Regions from separate parts of the Mus musculus genome. Here region 2 is linked to region 1. Evidence: chromatin contacts called from public Hi-C data. All regions are on one chromosome and are shown on one strand. The core of a region is the stretch at or near the end of the contact, and the rest is flanking DNA. Distances in the headings are between cores, read along the strand shown. Region 1 holds the start of Necap1 (NECAP endocytosis associated 1). Region 2 holds the start of Lockd (lncRNA downstream of Cdkn1b).

What was found. A called contact is a pair of places that touch in the nucleus more often than the background predicts.
Region 2: a contact with region 1 is called in a Hi-C map of B cells, with 5 read pairs. The contact joins the promoter of Lockd here to the promoter of Necap1 in region 1. A contact is called at or near these places in 2 of 39 promoter capture datasets (cranial neural crest and pre-B cells) and 1 of 484 Hi-C or Micro-C datasets (B cells).

Annotation. Positions count from the first base shown.
Region 1 is chr6:122,872,876-122,877,311 of GRCm38.p6, forward strand. Necap1 (NECAP endocytosis associated 1) reads left to right here and starts at 1,682. Exons shown (of 8, transcript NM_026267.3): 1 at 1,682-1,788. The coding sequence starts at 1,694.
Region 2 is chr6:134,927,782-134,932,210 of GRCm38.p6, forward strand. Lockd (lncRNA downstream of Cdkn1b) reads left to right here and starts at 1,311. Exons shown (of 2, transcript NR_037956.1): 1 at 1,311-1,504.

The DNA of each region.
Region 1 (4,436 bases), core at 432-2,931:
TGAAACCAGAAGTCTCTAGGATGACCAGATTTGGGGAGAAAAAAATACATAGCACTTGAAAGGTGAACCAGGGGCTGGGGCCTCAGTAAGGGATTGTCAGCACTGCTGATCCAGAAAGAGGAAACGAAAGAGTTCAATGCGGTATAGTAACATGACCGAGGCTTCCGTTGAGATCATAGGTTTAGAAATAGGAAACCAGTAAAAGACCATTTTTTCTGTCTGTTTTCTTTTTTATGTCTCCATCCACAGTGTATGTATTCTCTTTATAACATGTGTTGGAGAAGTATATGATAGAAAAAAAAGTTTTTGGTTGGGGATGTAGCTAAATTGATAGAATGCTTGCCTAGTTCTCACAAAACCCTGGATGTGATCCAAAACACTGAAAAAAAGAAAAGAAAAGAGTGTGGTGACACATGCCTGTAATTCCAGTACTATGGTGGCAGGAGGATTACAAGTTCAAAGTCATTCTTTAGTACATAATGAGATGAGGGCCAGCCTGGACTACATTGAAACTCTGTCTCCAAATAAACAGACATGAACAAACAAAAAGCTAGTGGAACTGTTAAAGGCTACACCCACTTAATATTTGGAGAGTTCTGCTAAATGTCCCTTCAAAGCAGCGTTGGATCAATTTATAGTCCTGGCAACCGTAGCCAGTCTCTACATCCTTACCAGCCAATTAAAGTCTAATTCTTTTTTTTTTTTTTTTTTAAAGATTTATTTATTGGTTATATGTAAGTACACTGTAGCTGTCTTCAAACACTCCAGAAGAGGGAGTCAGATCTCGTTATGGATGGTTGTGAGCCACCATGTGGTTGCTGGGATTTGAACTCCAGACCTTTGGAAGAGCAGTCAGGTGCTCTTACCCACTGAGCCATCTCACCAACCCTAAAGTCTAATTCTTGTTGAACTGGCTTTGCTAGGCAAAGCAGACCAATCAGAAGTAAAAGTCAACCAGTCGATAGAATGCAATGAAAGAGGCTGCTACTGGTGTTTTGGGGGGGACAAGATAAGATCAGACTTGGTTTTGCCACTTGAAGTCAGTGCCATCTAAAACATTTCTAAGTTACACTGTTGTAAGCTTACATTTATTTGCGAGTGCACAAAGAACATATTTGTGGATAGAGCTGTTTAGTACTCATCGTGATGTGTAGCCAGCTGGGCTACTCATGCTGAGGGATGCTAGATAGCATTTAGCACTGTAATCAGTCATTTTAATATGGAGAAGTCACCAACAAAACCTACAAAATTGCAAAAAAACAAAACAACCCCATGGTAGCACTTAATAGATTATGCATTGGACACTTGCTTATGAGAACAGAATGAGAAAGCAGAGATTCATTTTGTCCAACCTCTGTTTTGTTTTCGTATATTCAGTGACTTTTTTTTTTTTTTTTTCTGGTTACCGTTTGAAGGTAGGTAAAAGAGAACTGAATTCTTATTTTTAATTTTTCGCTGGGGAAAGAGCCCAACCCGAGGCCTTGGCAGGCAAGTGCTCTACCACTGAGCCTGTCTTTGCCGTTACTCAAGATGGCGAGCCAGGCGCATCAGCGTTTCCAGATTGTAACAGGTTTTGCGCCGCCTAGAGGTTAACCTCGAAGCTGTACCCGAGCGGAAGTGACGCGAAGGAAGCCGTCGGCGTCTCAGCCCGCCCCCACCCGTGCCCCGCCCCCGCGGCGCTAGCGGAGCCAAGATGGCGGCAGAGCTGGAATATGAGTCCGTGCTGTGTGTGAAGCCCGACGTCAGCGTCTACCGGATTCCGCCGCGGGCCTCCAACCGCGGTTACAGGTACCCAGGGGGATTTGCAGCCGGCGCCCGCCGGGGTGACGGTTGTGTCCTTGGGCAGCAGCCATCGGCTCGAGCCGCTGCCGCCGTAGTTAGCCTGCCACCCGGGCTGCCGGCGGCTCCGTCTACTTTTCTGTTTTGCTGGAACTCTGATTTTGTTTTCTTTTCTTCCTGCCGTCATGCGTCTTTCCACCTCTCCTCCCCATCCCTCCCCCTGAGACATCGTCTGCTCCTCGTCATCCGCAATCCATTCATGCCTGCTCCATCTGTTACTCTTGCTGCGACCTTTGGCTTGTAATCCTCCACGCGCGCGTCCGCACACGCACACGGCACGCTCCCCCCCCTCCCCCCGCGCTTCTGATCCCGCCTGACACTTGTCCGGAATGGTAGTTTTGCTGTCCACTGTTTAGATGATCTATTTTAATTGATACTGTTGTCATTCTCGCCAAGTGTCATCATCCTTTAGTTTTTTTTTTTTTTTGGGGGGGGGGGGCGCAGTAGGCACACGTTAAGATCTTGTATTCCAGTGATGAGCTATTGCGTGTTTTCATTTTGTTTGTGTGTGTGTACCCCTCCCCCCCACACATTGATTATGTAGGGATTTCTGCCTTCCTATCAATCCAGTCACCTCTCTTAGAGCTTTCCCAGAGTCAGTGCAGCATTTTTTTTTTTTTTTTTTTTTTTTTTCCTCTTGTAAGGCCTGACAACCTTGTAATCCAGTGATTGAGGTTTTGGGCTGTTGTAGGATGTTAAGGAGTTCAAAGAGAATTCGCTGGGATTTGTGTTGAAAACTCTTTAGGTCTGAGCCCTCGACACTAAATAGCTGTGTAATTTATGAGCCAATCAATGTTTTTCTTCCCCAGGCCTTAAGGGTTCTCATTTGTAAAACAGGAGAAGTAGCGTGAGAAGACTGTGCACGTCTTGTGTACCTCACAGGTTTTTATTTGTTTTAGAGGTATGTGTATGGGTGTTTTGTCTGTCTGTATGAGTGGGTATGCCTTGTGCTCACAGAGGTCAGAGTGATGTTGTGAGACATCAGATCTCCAGGAACTGGAGTCACTGATGTTGGTGAACCATCATCTGGGTGCTGGCAACTGAACCCCTGTCTTCTGCAGGAGCAACAAGTGTTCTTAACTACTGAGCCATTTCCCCAACCCCTTCACAGGTTTTTTTTTGAGAGTTAAATAAAAGAGTATAGGGTAACTAAATCGTTATAAAAATACAGTACTAGTAGTATCCCTTTTCTGACCTACATACCTTCATGGTTTTTCTCTTGCTGGAAAGTTACCTTCTCCACATCTCCATTTTGCTTCCTAACCAGAGGGTCATTCATCATTGATGAGTTGTTTTGTACAGACCTGTGCAGTGGGCCCTACGAGTTGTATATCTTTTGGTAAAGGAGTTGCCACTCAGATCTCACATTGACCATGACTGAAACTCAGCATGATGGTAGTCACAGGTACCACGTTATGATTTAGCTTACACATTGCTCTACCTGAGTCTTTGGTTCAGGCCAGCTCTCTGCGGACTTCCATAGCACTTTATGTTCATCTCTATCTCTGCTTTACTGTCCAGTCTTCTGAGCTCCAGGGTGGAATGAATAGCCTGAAGTCTTGTTAAACTGTATCTGTGGGGACTGGAAGGACCAGCATAGTGTCTTGCACCTAGTAGGCACTCAGCAAATGCTCACTGGAAAAAGAAATTGGAGCCCATCTCAGGTAAAGTGCTTACTGTGAGGGCTGAAAAACCAGCATCTGATCTCCCAAATCCATGTGACTTTACACATTGTCTTCTGCCTGCCACATATGTGTTAGGGCATGGCTCACACACATATACATACATGGATAATACATTTAAAAAGAAGATATTGGATTATCCAACTAACCCAATCACATAAGCTAGCAATGGCTGAACTGCTAAGTAAAGGAGTCTCTCTAGGGGCTAAGGTACATTGAAGTCTTCTGTTTTTCTTTGACTTCAAGCCTCCCCGCCTCTGTCTACAGTCTCATTTATTTCATACCCTTTATCCTCTTATCAGGTCACTGCAGCATCCCATTAAAGCAGTTTCTTAATTTTTTTGTTTCCTATGCTTATTTTGATATTTCTTACTATCCAAGGGGCATCCTGTCGTTACTCACTCTTTCAGAATAGTGACTGAAAAGTAAAAAATGAAGTTTGCAGCTGCGAGTGGTGACACATACCTCTGATCTCAGCACGTGAGAGATGGAGGTATATGCGGATCAGGAGTGTAAGGCTATCCTTGGCTACAGGAGGCTCTATCTGAACCTCTGAAACAAGAACTGGACTGCAGAGGTGGCTCAATGGTTAAGAGCACTGCTGCTCTTTGTAGAGGGCCTAGGTTCCATTCTCAGCACATACAGTGGGAGGTTCAAAACTGCTGTAACCCCAGTTCCAGGGGATCTGATACTGTCTGGCCTTGACAATCACCTGTGTACACATGCATAAATAAAAAAAAAGAAAAGAAAAGAAAACCTTTGCCCTTCCCCCTAATAACATAAAAGCAAATACGTTTAACCTTTTATTTTGTAGGAAAGTCACTTCTTGAACTTTAATCTTCTCATCTTCAGAAATAAACATTGATTCTTAGCATGCAAGATACATTCACCTGGTTAGGTAAATGAAAACGTGTG
Region 2 (4,429 bases), core at 61-2,560, about 12 Mb after region 1:
TCGTCTAGCGCTTTGAACTAAAAGGTGTTTTGTTTAGAAGTCCACTTAGGATCCCTGATCTGTTTTTCAGAGCATGGATTCTTTTTCATTTGCCATCTTTCACCTGAGCCACACCCTACTCCTGCCCCCCCCTTTCCTGGCTTTAAAAAATAATAAAATTAAAGCAAAAAAGAAACCTTGCAAACGACACTGAGGGGTAAAAAGGCCATGGATCCTACTTAGAAACCTATGGGGTCGTCTCCCTGATTTCACTCGCGTGGGGTTGTAATAGGGTGGGGTCAGCCACAGGCGGATCCCGGAGAACCGAAAGTGCACTTATTTCCACGTACACTCAAGTCTCAAGTCCCTCGGGCCTCCATCCAAGTCACAGACTTATCATGCATAAGGACTCAGCAGAGGTAGGAACCAGAAATTAGGAAATCTTAAAAAATAAAACAAAAGAAAAACCCCTTATCCATGCTTTGGGCGCGAAACCTCGACGCGCCTCTAAAAGGAACGTTAAGAAAAAGGCCGGGAGAAGGGCGCGCGGTTCGGGCGCCGGCCGGGGGATTGCATCATTTGCGGCTCCCCCTCCAGAACCCGGACTGAGAACCGCAGCCACCATCATGGCGCTCGGGTCGGGACGCGGGAAGCGCGTCCAGGCCGCGGCCAGCGAGCTTAGAAGCGTTTGCAAACTTGTTACTTGGCGGCGGAGCGCCGGTCTCTGGCCCCCTCCTTCCCTTTGTGTGCGTGTGCATGTGCGTGCGTACGTGTGTTTGCGTGTGCGCGTGTGTGATGTGTGCATATAAAGCGAGAAGTTGAAGTTTCTCCCTCTGGCCTTCCCCAAACCCCCCCTCCCTCGTCCCGAGCTGGTGGTTGTAAACTTGATTGGCATTGGCTGCGCCCACTGACCCCTGCACCGAGTCCACTGAAGATTTAAGGTGGATCTGCGAGGCTGCAGCTGCAGGCGGAGCCTCGCGCTTAACTGAGTTTTGGAAGAAAAAAAAAAAAAGCCTAAACCGTGCGCCTGCTGCGTTTTACGAATCCTTCGGTCCACAGGTCCGCGGGTCCCCGCCCAGCCCGCCGCGCTTCCCCCGCCCACCTTCCCCTGCTTCCCCATTGGCTCGCGCCTGCAGTTTGAATTTTTTTTTTTTTTTTTTTGGATGCTTGTTTTCTTGTTAAAAAAAAAAAATTACCGTACGGTAGATCATGTGATGAGACTTAGTTGGGGAGTCTGAGGTGGGGTGTTTTAGCTGGTTTGATTGCAGGTAGTAGGGAGTAGGATGGGTGGAGCTTTCTGTTCCAAAAGTTGCCCCCCCCCCGCCCCGCCCGCAAGTGCCGTTGACAGAATGCAGGCGGGAAGCTTCAGTTTGGGTAGAGATGTAGCATCAAACATTCACGGATGTCCAGGGAGCACGGGCACACAGGCTGCTGGCCAGAGGTACTAGGAAGGTACAGGCGGGAGTTCGACGAGGACGCACCTTCCCCTGTCTTGGAAAGGTAGACTTGGGGAGGGCGGGAGCGGGTAGTTATCCTAGAAATGAATATTACCCGTCATAGGAATAAACCAACCAAATACAAGGTGTGGCTATAGACTCTATATAGAGCAAAAGAGGTGTTATTTCTGGGGTTAGAGTGTCAAAATCCATCAGGACAAAGGCAGTCGGTGTCATTTTCTTCCTTTTTAACCTTAAAGGGGGGGGGGAACCTGTCTGTTTTCCAGGTTTGGTTCCCCACCCCCCCTTGTGAGGATGAGAAGGGGACATAAAGTCCCCTTTTGATTTCTGGGTCAGGAAACTCATTGGAAAGAGTTTGTTAAGATCTAGGAGGATTCAATTAGTAGAACAGGTCTAATACAAGTGATGGCTTTTATTAATTAGGATCCAACTATGTTTTTCTTTGCAGTGAAGCTTTTAAAACGTCATAATAATTAAACAGTAGTCCTAGATCAGTCTTTCTCTTTATCAGGGACATCTCATATGTATACCTTTCTTTGCCTTTGCCTTTTTTTTTTCTTCCCTTTTTCTTTCCTTAAAATAATTTCTCCTGATATCTCCTTTCAGTCTGTTTTAGCCAGAAGCCCAGCCTTAGCCTCCATTGGCCCCTGAACCAGTATGCCATGTTCTTAGTTTTTTAGCTGTCTAGTTCTGACCTTACCTCTCCCAGTCCACTAAGCTCCTTGACCCCGTCCATAAACCAACATGTTTGAGCTGCTCTCCAGGCTGTATTCATGGACTCTGTTAGAGGCTCAGTGCTTACCTCTGCCTTTCAGAGGACACATCCGATCAGAATGAGCAGTCCATGAGGAAAACCACATCCCTGGAAGGAGGAAGCTAGTCTCAGAAACAGGTCTTCATCTTGAGTGTGAGCCAAGCAGGGATTTGGATGGTCCCCGGACAGGGGTGTCATAGATAAAGATTCAGATAGCACGTGACTGTGAAAACAGGCTTGGAAACTTGGGCTTGGCATGGTGGAGCACACCTGTAATCTGAGCACTTGGGAGCTGGAGGCAGGAGGATCAGGAGTTCAAGGCCTGCTTAGGATACTGAGAGACTTTGCAGTCAGCCTGGGCTGCATATAACCCTCCCTACCTCGAATATACCAACAAGCGTACAAACAAAGGAGGTCATAAATAAAACCCCACTGGACATGGTGGTGTACAGCTTTAATCCCAGTACTCGTGAGGCAGAGGCAGATGGATCTCTATGAGTCCCAGGTCAAAAATAAATGCATTACTACTAATAATGGCTCCCCTCCCTCTTTCTCCCTCCCTCTACTTCTTGCTGGTCTTGAACTTGATGTGTCTGACGTAATCTCTTAACCAGATGGGACTGTAGGCACGTGCTACTGTATCCACCCTAACTTTTCATACTAAAGTGAAGCCTTTACATTTAGGCTCTGGAACAGCTAAATAGAAATCTATGGACATCTAGGTCTTGGGGGTGGGGAGGGGGAGGTTAAGTGTTTTCCGTGTGAGCATGACGACCCGGGTTTGGATTCCCGGAACTTATATAAAAAGCCAGCAATGGCAGTGCACGTTTTTAATCCCAGGGCTGGTGAGTGGAGAGAGAAAAAGTAGATTCCTGGGTTCTAGTGGCCAGCCATTCTAGCTAAAAAAATGGAGGGCCATAAGAGATGCCAGTGAGGACCCCCGCCTCCACATAGGTACACCCCATGCATGACACATGCGTGCACACAAAAGAAATCTACTAGCTAAGGTAACCTTTAAACAGTACTAGGTGGGAGCCAAATAATTGGGGTATGTACTGCTGACGGTGGTCCCAGACACAGAACAGAGCAGAAAAAGTTCTGCATATTGAAATATCATAGCACTGTGCACTGTCCACACGTTTGCGGCGTTCCTGGCGCAGACAAGCCAAGGGTGCTGTCAACTGTGTAAGAGTACAGCCATCCAATTATGTACAATACTCGATAATAATAAATTAACTTTAAAAGAGTTCTTTTCTGGTCTCTGATCCTTCAGAGTCATCAAAGGAGAGAGCAATTCTATGCATGTCACTGCCCCTAACTTTTACCTTCCGGGGAAGACAGGATACAAGGTAGATGTCGTTGTACTGTTTTTGTTTTCCACTGCCTGGCTAGAAGCCAGAGCCTTGTGCATGGTAGGTGAGCATACTAAAATTGAGTGAATCTTAGGCTAGCCTTGAATATAAGGTGTAACTACACCTACAACTTCAAGTAGTCTTCCTTCTTCTGCCATCCCTCCCCCCAGGAGCTTGAATTACAGTTGTACACCACCACACCTGGCTCAGGTAATAATAAGCTAGATCCCACTAGGCTAATACATAGGTTTGGAACTTTGTTTTGAACAGTAACAAAAATTATTTTTTAAAGTAAATAACACAGAAGGGATGGGGCTATAGCTCAGTTGGGAGAGTGCTTGCCTAGCATGAACAGGCCCCAGTTGTGATCCCCATCTCTACAAAAACCTGGTGCATGCCTATAATCCCAGTACTCAGAAGGCAGAGGCAGAGGCAGAGGCAGAGGAGGCAGAGGCAGAGGAGGCAGAGGCAGAGGCAGAGGAGGCAGAGGCAGAGGAGGCAGAGGCAGAGGAGGCAGAGGCAGAGGCAGAGGAGGCAGAGGCAGAGGAGGCAGAGGCAGAGGAGGCAGAGGAGGCAGAGGAGGCAGAGGCAGAGGAGGCAGAGGCAGAGGAGGCAGAGGCAGAAGCAGAGGCAGAGGCAGAGGCAGAGGCAGAGGCAGAGGCAGAGGCAGAGGCAGAGGCAGAGGCAGAGGCAGAGGCAGAGGCAGAGGCAGAGGCAGAGGCAGAGGCAGGAGGATCAGAAATTCAAGGTCATCTTCAGCTACACAGCAAACTAAGAGGCCAGACTGTCCTATAGGAGACTATCCCAAAACGAAACAAAACAGTAACCAAACAACAAACAAAAAAATGATCTCACAGATTAAGCCCATAAGGAAAATAATTTAAAAA